Regions from separate parts of the Mus musculus genome. Here region 1 is linked to region 2. Evidence: chromatin contacts called from public promoter capture Hi-C data. All regions are on one chromosome and are shown on one strand. Each heading gives the region's core, a stretch centred on a gene start, on an enhancer-like site or on the middle of the called end of the contact. The rest is flanking DNA. Distances are from core to core; before and after follow the strand shown. Region 1 holds the start of Klhl36 (kelch-like 36). Region 2 holds the start of Hsd17b2 (hydroxysteroid (17-beta) dehydrogenase 2).

Region 1 (5,848 bases), core at 68-2,567, 2.2 Mb before region 2:
CCGGTTCCTCTGCGCCCACAGCTGTACTGTCTGGTCATAGGAGGGAGGAATCCACAAGGAGAAACCTCCCCTGAGGTCTGTGCTCTCACACAAACACGAGCAATACTGCTGTGCTGACCTTTCTGATCAAATCTATAGACCTGACACACGATGTCCCATAGTCTTTTAACTATGAGGCAGGCTTTGGAGGACTTGGAAGTCTAGGCGGACACTGGCAGGGGACACCCAGTTAGGAATAAACCTGTTGGGCTAAATTCAGAGAAATTCTGCTTATCCCTCTATCTTCTGGGGTGGGAGCTAACACCTGCAAGTCCCCTACTTACAACTCCCAAAGCCTCCCTCCTCCCAAAAGCCCCTCTCTTTCTAGAAGGCTGGAAAGTGCAGCCTCTCGCTTGTTTCATTAACAGCCCGTGGAGAAGAGTCTGTCTTTTCCTGTCTCAATTCTTTACCCCCTTTTCCTTATAAAACCAACATGGGCTGGAGCTACAAGACAAATTCCCCCCCCCTCCCAGTTCTGCTGAACCCACACGAAGAATCATTTTGTTTCCTACTGAACAAAGAGTCTCTGCTAAAGATAAGTCAGCTGGTTCTGAGATAAATGGGGAGAGCGAGGGGGCTCCAGTGTTCCCATGGAGGAAGAAGTCCGGACATTCCATCCTGTTCCGCTCTCTCTGGGAAAGAAGACACAACTGAATCTTTTCCAGAAAACTAGTAACTTTGTGACTAAGCTGTATCCAGGCAGGAACTCTCCCAGCTGCTGGGGGCCCAGAGAGAAAGGTACCAATCAGCATCTAATTACTGCATACCCCTGATTCTCCCGGTTCACCTTGGCGGTGTGAGAATGGGCACCACTGTTCCCACAGGGCTAAAATCGCACCGTGGGTGGGCAGGTGGCCGAGGGGCCCACCCAAGGTCACAGACAGGAAAACATAGATACCCTCTCTGCCCATCTACTTAGGGCGGCCAGCCAGGTCTCTAGTTCCTCACTGTCTGGAAGCTTTCTTTTCTAGGCCAAGGAATCTAGAGAGAGTTCTCCAGTGCCAGGCTCGCCTTAGTCTCCCGGACCATGTCTGTGGCGCCTAGCTGCGTGCAAGCAGGTGTGGTGAAGGTGCAGAGCCAGAGCCCCCCCACCCGGGATCCCCGGGAGCCAGCACGGAGCCCAGGCGGCACTCACCGTCCCGCGTCCCGCCCCGAAGGTGCTGAGGCGCCGAGGGAGGCGTGGGCCGCACCTGTGCACCCGCGAGCCCGGATCGCGCCCGCTTGCGAGCCGCTACCAGAGCAGCGCACACTGCGGGGCTACCGGGCCCGCCCGAAGCGCAGCCATCCCTCTGCAAGGAAGTGCGAGCCTACACTGTCAATGGCGGCTGGGGGGCGGGGCCGGCAGGCGGGCGAAAGGCGGGGTCTGCAGGATAAGGGGCGGAGCCTCGCCTGAGGGGCAGGCCTGTGAAGGCGGAGTGCAGCTTCAGAGGCGGGGCCTGAGGAGGCGGGAGGCAGGAGGTGTAGCCTTAGGGGCGGGGTCTGTGGATGGGAAGGAGCTGAGCTGGTCAAGATCTGTAAGAGACACCCAGGGTCCCTTACTATTGATGGTGCCTGGCTGTCCCCTAAGTAGGTCAGGCATGCGCCGCAGAAGCTTGCTGGCGCCCACGTCCCAGGCTCCAGGATATGAGGTGGCTCCGTGGGACAAACCTCAGGGTGGGTCGGGAACTCCGGGAAGGCTGTATCCTCCTCATCTTCCCTTGGCTTCTGCTCACTGATTCTGTCAAGAGGCCTTTGTTGACTACTCTGCTAACAGCCACACCCCCTACACTCTGGCCCGCTTTCTGCTTTCTCCATACCTTTATCCCAGTCTATTATTATTACTTGCCCCCCCCCCCCCAAGCTCAGGAGATTAAACCCAGAGCCTCAACCACCACTCCCCTCAACTTTGACCAAGTCGATTCAAAATATTTTAAATAATTCTTTCCTTTTTCTTCCCTCCCTCTCCTCTGCCTGTCTGTTTCTCTGTCTCTGTCTCACTCTCTCGTTCTCTCACTCTCTAGAGCTTTTGCGGCTCTCTTTTTCTCTGTCTCTTTCTTCTCCACTCGAAGCTGTCCAACAAACGTTACAATCCTTGCTGGGCTTTTATGGCAGGTACATACCCTCTCAGTAAACATCTGTTGATCTTAGATCATTGTTAATTCATCTAATAGTTATCAAACGTCACTCATAGCCTGGAAGAACCTTGAAGAGGTTCCTCTACGTGAAAGAATCTAGACACGAAGGACACTCCCAGCTGCATTTGGTGGCACACAGCTGTCATCTCAGCTCTTGGGAGGCTGAAGCAGGAAGATAAAGAGTTCAAGGCCAGCCTGGGCTTCACAGAGAGACGTCTCAGAAAAGCAAACCACTTGAAAACGAAATGCATAAGTAAAACGTTCAAACAGGAAAGCGGGAGAGCCAAGAAGCATGGTAGAGGATGCCAGGGGTGAGGGGGTTGGGACCGTTAACAAAGGAAAATTAGGGACTTTTGGGGGAAGATGATAAAAAAGTTTTGAAATGAGAATATTGTTAGTTGTATACCATGAGAGTATACATTTATGCCTATTATCTATTAAATTTACCTAGAATTTTTAAGAATTTTAAGGTAGATTAAACAGTTCTACTGTTGCTTCAGCTTATTGTCATAGACAGCCTAACATAAGCTATTTTAATAACGTGTACCTTCATATTAGTACCTGAGGTGTTGGGTTTGGAAAGCCAAACTAGAAGATGCACAGCCCTGAGGTGGGGGGCTGTAGTTAAGCCTTGGACCAACCTGGGAATCCACAGGTGACCTTGACCTGTAAAGCTAGCCTGGCCTCCTCCTGTCTCCCTAGGAACGTGGGGTGAACTGATCCCACTTGCTGCCTTTCCATAGCATTCATTCTGTTTCAGTTACAAAAGCAGTGAATGATGGCAAACCACACTGGATTGCACCTGCAATCCTAGCACTCAGGAGGCAGAGGCAGGCGGATCACCATAAATCTGAGGTAGGGCCTTGCTTTGTGGCCAGGGTTGGCTGGAATTCTTGGTCCTCCTGTCTCAGCCTCCTAAAGTCTGGGATTATATCATCTCTAAACAACAACAACAACAATAACAGCAATACTAATAATAATGCCATTGCTGGTTATGATGTGCGGGTTACAACCCTGCACCTTACTATGCCCTAAACATTGCTTTAAGCTCTGCCCACACAGGAAATCTTTCCATCTCCTTGACCCTGGGAGGAAGCCACTCTTCCGTTCCTGTTTACAGATTCTCGGAAAGTGAGGCCGGGAGAAGGAAAGTCCCTGAGATATCTCACCTCTCAGAAGCTGATCTCTGGGGCTGGAGAGGTGGCTCGGCGATTTAGAGCACTGACTGCTCTTCCAGAGGTCCTGAGTCCCAGCAACCACACAGTGGCTCACAACTATCTGTAATGGGATCTGACGCCCTCTTCTGGTGTGTCTGAAGACATCAACAGTGCACTCATACATAAAATAGAAATAAAACTTAAAAAGAAAAAAAGAAGAAGAAGAAGAAGAAGAAGAAGAAGAAGAAGAAGAAGAAGAAGAAGAAGAAGAAGAAGAAGAAGAAGAAGAAGAAGAGGAAGAAGAAGAAGCAGCAGCAGCTGATCTCTGATGCTAGGCAGTCAACCTCTAGAGCTTGCAGCCTAGCCTGGCCCTTGCTACCAACAGTACATCATAGTGACACATCCTCTTCACAGAAAACAGAGAGGACCAAGGAGGGGGAAACATCAGCTACCAAAAGGGAACAGCTGTGGACATTTGAGGACACATGGCCCACCATGTATGGTGGTGTTCACCTTTAAGCCCAGCACTTTGGGAGGGACAGGCAAGGTTATTGCTGTGAGTTTAAGGCCAGCCTCGTCTATATAGCAAGTTCTAGGACATCCAGGGCTACATAGAGATCCTGTCTCCAAATAAAACCAAAAACCAAGATACACAGCCTAAACCTTTACCTGTAAATCTATGCAAATGAGACCACATGACTCAGGCTCTTTGGTAGCTTCTCCTCTTCTTTTATAGCATGAGGTTTTCTCATTCAGTAAAGTCTCTCCTGTAGCATGATCCTGACGGAAGTGTCTGGTCCGGCAGCCGTGAAGATTACACATTGGGCTTCCCCTCTGGGTGGCTGTGCAGCTGGCGTCCCTCTTATACATCACACGGACATGAGTACTGCTTGCTCTGTCTTGTGTGCCTCCTCCCAAGGAGGGTCTTAGTGGATGCTCCCAACAGGGACACCACACTGTCACCTCAGAGATGCAACATGGAGCTGTGGCATAAAACAGGACAATGCCAGAGCTAAAATTAAAGCCTTGAACCACTCACTACACCTGGTTCCAATCACAGGCATTGAAGTCACTATTTCATTCCGAATTCCCTGGGAATCAGGAACACTTGCAGACTGTCACAGGCCACCCTGAACTACACTGAGTAATTTGTTAGGCAGTAAGCACCCACAGGTTCCCATCGGGGGACAGTGATCAGTAGGAATGAGGGACTTGCTTGGCCCAGAACTCCTATAACCTGCTCCAACATCCCATCATGCTTTGCATACACAGGACAAATGCAAGGCAAAGAGACTTCAAATGTTAAACCAGCTTTGGGCCTCTCTGAACGTGGGGCCTGTGTAACTACCCTGGAAGCCACAGGACCACACAGCTGGCCACAGAAAACATTTGGATTGTCCCCGAAGAGGCCCACTCTAACGACGTCTGTCTTGTTTCCATGTCTAACCCCCTCTGCTCAGGAATAGAAGCTGGGGTTGTGGAAGGTGGGACCAGCTCTCTAAACACTGGATTCTGCTTGCAGAAGGTTTCTTCCTGGCCCGCCCTTCCTCCCAAGAGCTGAATAATCTAGGTGGTTGAGACTCTGCACAAAAGAGCAGGCTTGCTGGTCAATTCCAATCACGTCTTTGTTGGGAATCCTTGGCTGGTACATCCTGTAAGTTTGTAACTCTTCAGCTAGGAAGCCCAGAGTGCTCTGGAGGGTGAGGCTTGCCTGTGGATAGATAGGGCCACAATGGGCATGTACACCAGTACTTGGTGGGGGTGGGGTGAGGGTCCCCTCATCTCTGAATAGAGAAAGAAAACCCTCATGTGGGCTTGTTATCACTCCTTCCTCCCTCTCCCTTAACGTATTTCCCCCAGCCTCACCGACACCGCCCCTTCCCACCCCACCCCACCCCCACTGGCAAGGCTGTGCCCTACTTTGTGAGCTGCACAAGTTACTTTACCTTGCCGCCCCTAGACTGCAACCTTAAGGTCCTGAGTCCTCAAGCCTTAGACTTTTTATTGCCTAACAGAAAGAGAACCTCAGCATGGGATGGAGTTTCTCCACCTCCAACCTGCTCCTCCTGGTGGTATCATCAGAGTCCAGTGAGTTAATCCAGGCTTTCATCAAACTGTCTGTGATATAACTATTAACTTTAGCTGATGGTACAAGACACTCCACAGACCACACAGGCATTCTTCTGCCTGAGCCCTGATCTCTCATTAGGTTGTTATTGTCTGGACACTCTCTATCCATTTACACTCAGACCGTCATCCGCTTTAGCCCTTGCTCAACATCACCCTTGGATGGGAGGGGTAGGAAGACACCAACCAGCCTGTGCAGAGGCCTGAAGGAGGAACTGAAGCTGCTGTGTGCGTAGTGAATGAACATTCCAACTCCAGCATGTTACCACCGAGGTTGCTCACCCGCTGGTAGTGCCCACAGCCTGGCATGGCTCCCTACAATGTTTCTCTTTCTGTTAGGCAATAAAAGACTAAGGTTTGAGGACTCGGGACCTCAAGGTTGCCACCCTTGAACTCTCTCCCAGCTGAGCA
Region 2 (6,094 bases), core at 2,436-4,935:
ATCTGAGACAGAGCCTTGGGTAGCTAACCTCGTTTTTGTTCTGTATCCAAGGATGCCCTTGAACACCCAGGCTGAGATTACAGCCATCCGCCTCCGCACCTTGACTCTCTTTTGAAAATTTTTATGGCGTGAAAAATATGGAGGCATCACACACACACACACACACAAAGCAGCTGTGTACTCTACTCCAACCATTTGCAAACTCCCTTACAATTCATCCATTTCTTTCATTTATATGAATACTTTTTACAAAATGCTTCCCTCCCCACCCCACCCCCTCTGAAATCTTTTACCACAGTGTCCCCACCAGTCACCAGCTAGATCTGAAGAGGATGTGACATGGCCCAGACACTCACCTCACCTCACTTGTGTTTTCCTGTACTGTTCTCAGTTTTCCGTATCACAAACACCCCTCTTGCTGCCGTCACCCTTCACGGCTGTATATTGTTCCACTCAAAGGAGCTATCATGGATTTGGGCTGCTTTGTAAATGCAGTTATCTTAAGGAAGATTGGACTGAAAACACTCTAGATTTTTGTCTACTCTTTTACACCGTTCAGTTGGTTTAGTTTGGTTGCTTTGCACTGTTGGAGATTGAACTAAGGGCCTCTGGATGCTAGGCAGACACTGTACTACGCAGCTGGATCCCCGCCTGCCATCTTATTTCTTTCTAATATTTGGTTGTTGTTTTATTAGTAGTAGTAGTAGTAGTAGTAATGCGTAGGTGTGCTGGGATGTGTGTGTGAGTTTAGGTGACTGTGGGACCCAGGAGAGGGTATCACGCCCCCTGAAGATGGAGTTACAGGCAGCTGTGAACTGCTCCATACAAATGCTGGTATCAAACGCAGGTCCCTTGCAGGAATTCTGGTTCTAAACCACCCAGCCATCTTTGCAGCCACCACCCACCCCATCATTTCTTGAAGAGTGTTTTCTAGTAAAGCGGCCATGCCTGTGACTTCACATACTATCACTTTCTTCCTCTCGTCCACAGCCATTAAAACTCAAGGCTGCCTCAAACAGTGATTTTTAAACCCAGGGAGGTTTCTTGGTTTGTTTGTTTGGTTGGTTGGTAGATTGTCCTGGGCTAGGGAGATAGTTCTGCAAGTAAAGATGCCAACCCACTTGAAGACACCAGTTCAAGGCCCTGGACCTATGTAGTGGAAGGAGAGAACTGACTGCCAAAGGTGCTTATTGATCTCAGCATGTGCACACACACACACACATACACACACACAGAGGGGGGGATAGTTAAAAATAAATCTTTTTTAAAAATTTAATGAGTTCAGGTATCACAAATTTATTTTCAACTTTTTTAATTTCATTTTGAGCTTAGTTTGGTTTTGTGTTTGGTTTGGCTTTTTGTTTGTTTGTTTGTACATTGGGGCTTGGGGGCAGGGTTGGGCTTTGTTTCCCTTTTCCTTTCTTCCTTCCTTCCTTCCTTCCTCTCTCTCTCTCTCTCTCTCTCTCTCTCTCTCTCTCTCTCTCTCTTTCTTTGGTATTGGCGGTGGTTGGTTTGTTTTCTTGTGGTGTTGGGGACTGAACTCTGGACCTTAGCACAAGCAAGACAAGTTCCTCTATCCCTGGGCTCCACCCTAACTTTTAGCAAAGATCTTAAGCCTTCCCAGGAATAATATCAACCTTGTGCTTTCATTGTGCAAATGATGGGAAATGGCAATTTCAGTGTCTCTCAAATATCTCCAGCCCGGCTCTGACATTTGGAAGTTTCCCCTAGGGCTTAGTCCCTGAGCTTGTGTTGCTCACCTCACTTAGGTGGTGACGACACCAAATAAATGGGGAGCAGAGTCCTGCTTTCTCCTCTATCTTGGGATCTGCTGGAATCGCTCCTTCTCAGAGGTCAACTGAAAAAGTGTTAAACCTTGAATTGATCTCTGGATTGTCTACATTTCCTGTCGATTCTGTGATGGGCAGGATGCCATACCTCATTTATTTCCAGAGTTTCTGAGGCTGGGGATAGCTTCAGGGAGGGAGGGACTTGTGTAAGCATGAGAGCCCACGTTCAGATCCCTGGCACCCACGGAAAAAGCTGGGCACTGTGGGAAATGCTGGCAGCTCCTCACTGAAGAGCCAAAACCAAGAGGATCGCTGGGGCTTGCTTGTAAGCCAGGCTAGCCACTCAAGGAGCTCCAGAGTGGGGGAGAAATACCACCAAAAGGATAAAATGGGGAGTGGCTGAGGCACACACCCAGGATTGACCTCTGATCCTCAGAGAGAGAAAGATAAAGACAGACACAGACAGACAGAGACAAACAGAGACAGACAGAGACAGACGTGTACTTAATGGTTCTGTCTTCTTTCGTACAACTGGGAAATACAATAACTACTCGACTTCACTGTTGTATCTTAAACTCAGAGAAGCTGATGTCCTGCCCTTCCACACCCCAGCCAGAACCAAACCGTGCTCACAAGAAGAATCTTTGTTACTGGATTTAAAGTAAAAAAAAAAAAAAAAAAATTGATTCATCAGTCCACGAGTCCCCTGCTGACCACAGCCAGGGGCCCCAGCCACAGGTGATGACTTCCTTATGCAGGGGTGACACCCTCCTCACAAGGTGACTCTGCCGATGGCCTTTCCTCTTCTTTCCAGGCCTTTCTGGGTTAGGATCACTTGAGGGAATTCTAGTTGCAGCTTTCACCAAACAAACCCGTTTTACAACTCCAAGGAATCTAATTTGGCCGCCTCGCGCTTACTGCAGAAGAGCCTGCAGAAGAAGTGAGAGGCTGGCAGCTCAGCTAATGAGCAGCTAGCTCCGTGTGCACGCACTGCCAGTTTGATCTAATTAAGAAGCACTAATACACTAATGACATATAGAGAAAAGGTTCAAACAGGACAACAGGGTGGTTCGTGGTTCGGGACAGCAGCCTGGCAAATTGCAAAGGCTCAAAGTACAGTGGCGTCCCTAGACACACAGTATTGTGCCAAAGCTGACTGGCCACCTTCCTTCCATACATAGAGGGGTGACCAGGCCTAGGACCTAGATAAATAGTCACCTCAGAACAGAATAGCAACCAAGCCTGAAGAAGTCTGTCAGGTATTTCCTGGTACAAGAACACACGTGAAATGATGCTGTTTTACTTATTTATATTTATTCCTAGGAAATTAACACACTCATTGTATAGATCTGTGGCCCTGAGCAATTGTCACGTTTTGTCTTACCACTGGCTCCTTCCAAAGCCCATCCAAACCAAAGGACACGCAAAAAGGCAGTGAGAACCACTCGGGTATGTGCTGCCTGTCATTCACTCTAAGCACTTCCCACTCAAGCCAAAACTGACAGTGTCCCCCCACTGAGGACAGAGAGTATCAGACTCTTCTCCGCAGGACAATCACAGGAATGCTGGCCACTTACCTGTCACCAGCACGGCCTTTTGATCCACAGGTAACAAGTCTTGGTCAGATGAACTCATATACAGAAGAAGGAAGCAGGCCACGGATAAGAGGAACAAGGTGCAGAGGAGGGACAGACTGAGCAGGCAGGCACCTCCCCAGAGGCCAGCGAGACACACCGCCTGGCTCCGCAGCTGCCTGCCACTCCGGCATCCGCAGAGAAGCGTGCCCCCCAGCACTGCAGCGGCAGCCAAGCAGAGCCATGCTGACTCAGAGGCAAACGGGCTCATTCTCCACTGGCCTTCACTTGCTCTGGGCCAGTGAATACTGTGAGTGCAGAAGCTGGCTGGAGGCAGCCCAGGCTTATATGAAGGGAGAGGCAAGCGGGAGGGGGGAACGACAGCCCCCGCACCCTTTGAACAAGCATGTTAAAGGTAGTGATAGGGGAGACTACTCCCAGGATGTAATTTAAACTGTGCACTGTGATATAAATACCTGCTCATTCCCCTAAGGCACTCAACACTTACACATGAGCACACGTACACACACAAACACACACACACACACACACACGTACACACACACATACACACACACACAAATATACACACACCTACACAGACATATAGACATACACACATGCACATACACACAAATAGGCACATACACACAAATAGACACACACACATCGTAACACACAGACATAATACACACACGGACATACACACACATACAGACATACACACACTTACACATACACACATACACGCACGCGCACACGCACCCTCCCACCTGACAGATGTTTACTCAGATAATGATTGACAGACTTGGAATCACAAGAAGACAATCTCCTTTGGATGTGCCCTCTCTGTGTTGGTTGAGTTCTTTTGCTAACTCCGAGTGTATCTGTATGTGTGGCTGTGAGTGTGTGTGTGTGTGTGTGTGTGTGTGTGTGTGTGTTATCCAGGTAATCAGTGAAGCTTGGAAAGTGGATTCTAAGAAGAGAGCATCCCCGATCTGGCCTGTATCTGGAGGACTACTGCCAACTGAGACAGGTTAAGGGCTCAATGAGCCAAAAAAAGGCTCACCTTAGAGGCAGATGGAAGGTGCCTGTGTCTTCCCAGAGGGCAGTTGTGCCAGAGAGAGACCATAGCAATGACAATCAGACTGAGAGAAGCTGTCAGAACCAGTGCTCTGCTCAATTCTGACTCAGTCTACCCTGTTGGAGGCTCTGTTCTTGGTAGTAGGACTCGGTCTCCGAATAGGATGTCCTTACAACATTTCTATTCGTGTGGCAATAACGAGAGAGGCAATCAATAGGAGACTAGAGAGATTAGGAGCCGGAACGCAGCAGGGTGTCAATCCCCGGCATTGCCCTTTGAACCACCCACTGTCTGCTTTCGGTCAAACACAGAAAAGCAACCCCTCCTGTGCTAGTTCCTCCTTTTGCCCAGCTTGCATCTTACACAATCCTTTGTTAGAGTCAGCTTGTAAACTAGAAAATTCAGGCTGGGAGAGGCTGTACTTTATCCAAGAGCAAGGAATCTGAATCCACACACCTGTGACTCACCAGCTCAAGAGCCCTTCTGTAAAAACTGGAGAGATAGTTCAGTCTCTATATATAGGTATCTGGGTATTATATACCATGAGCGCGAACACACACTTACACATGAGCACACGTACACACAAACACACACACACACACACACACACGTACACACACACACACACACACACACACACACACACTCGGACCACCAGTTCCTATACTGACACCCAAGGGGAGCTCCCACGGGATTTGATGGGTGTGGTGCTTACTGGTGTCTGCCTAGGACAAAGCAGGATTCTAATAAAGGCTAGAAACTGAGAAAACTGGAGAGAGAGGAGCTCTCACTTTGTGTTCAGATGGCTCATTTTAAACCCAGTTCAGTTCCCACAGTTGTTAAGGATGAGGTAATCTTGGCTGGGGGATGCTGTCTCTTTACCTGTCAATACACTCTGCCCCACCTGGAACCCTAGATGGGGCCTCAGTGTGGGAAGCCGCAAACGCCATTACAAAATGATGCTGGTTTCAATAAGCCGACACCCATGAATATGGGTAAACAACCAATGTGCGCATGTGCCATAGAGTTTTTGCTGAGTCACTGCCTGGCACGAGGCATGTAAATGAGGTACTGAAAGCATAACCAATCAGGTGTAGACACGCCTCTCCTAGGCCTATATAAGCAGTGCCAGTTCTGGGGCTCGAGGTCTTTTGCCTACACAGTCAATGCCCTCCCAATAAACGTGTTGCAGGAGGATCCAGTTGTGGCGTCTTACTTGCTGGCGAGTCAGGCGTCCCACACCTCAGAAAGGCTACAGGGTTGCATGTTTAAATGAACGAGGACGCTGAGCAGGAGGTCTGGTAGAACACAGGGCCCCTCAGACTACAGTCTTATTCTAGAGAGCAAAGGTGCACAGAGGGACAGAGGTGGTGGGAGGAGTCTGGCACTCAAGACATAGAGGGAAGCAGGGTTTGCTCAGGACCTAACCCAGTGGTGGCACAGTCTGTCGGAAGACCAGTGGGGCCTTGGGTGGGGAGTCAGGGAAATCAGCCTCCAGCTCAGATATAAGTCTAGGGCAGTGCAGCTATCAAGGGAGGATGAGGTAGGACAGCCCCAGGCCCAGGCTAGTTCAAGAACCAAGGGAAACAGGCTAAGAAGCCGGAATCTGTGAGCTACACTGTGGGGTGGGAGCATCGTGAGAGTCG

What was found. Promoter capture Hi-C pulls out the DNA fragments that hold promoters and counts their contacts.
Region 1: a contact with region 2 is called in a promoter capture Hi-C map of stem cell-derived epiblast-like cells, with 5 times the contacts expected there. The contact joins the promoter of Klhl36 here to the promoter of Hsd17b2 in region 2. A contact is called at or near these places in 2 of 39 promoter capture datasets (hippocampal neurons and stem cell-derived epiblast-like cells).

The regions. Positions count from the first base shown.
Region 1 is chr8:119,857,774-119,863,621 of GRCm38.p6, reverse strand. It overlaps Klhl36 (kelch-like 36), which reads right to left and starts at 1,317. Exons shown (of 5, transcript NM_146219.1): 1 at 1,175-1,317.
Region 2 is chr8:117,699,537-117,705,630 of GRCm38.p6, reverse strand. Hsd17b2 (hydroxysteroid (17-beta) dehydrogenase 2) reads right to left here and starts at 3,685. Exons shown (of 5, transcript NM_008290.2): 1 at 3,368-3,685. The coding sequence starts at 3,635.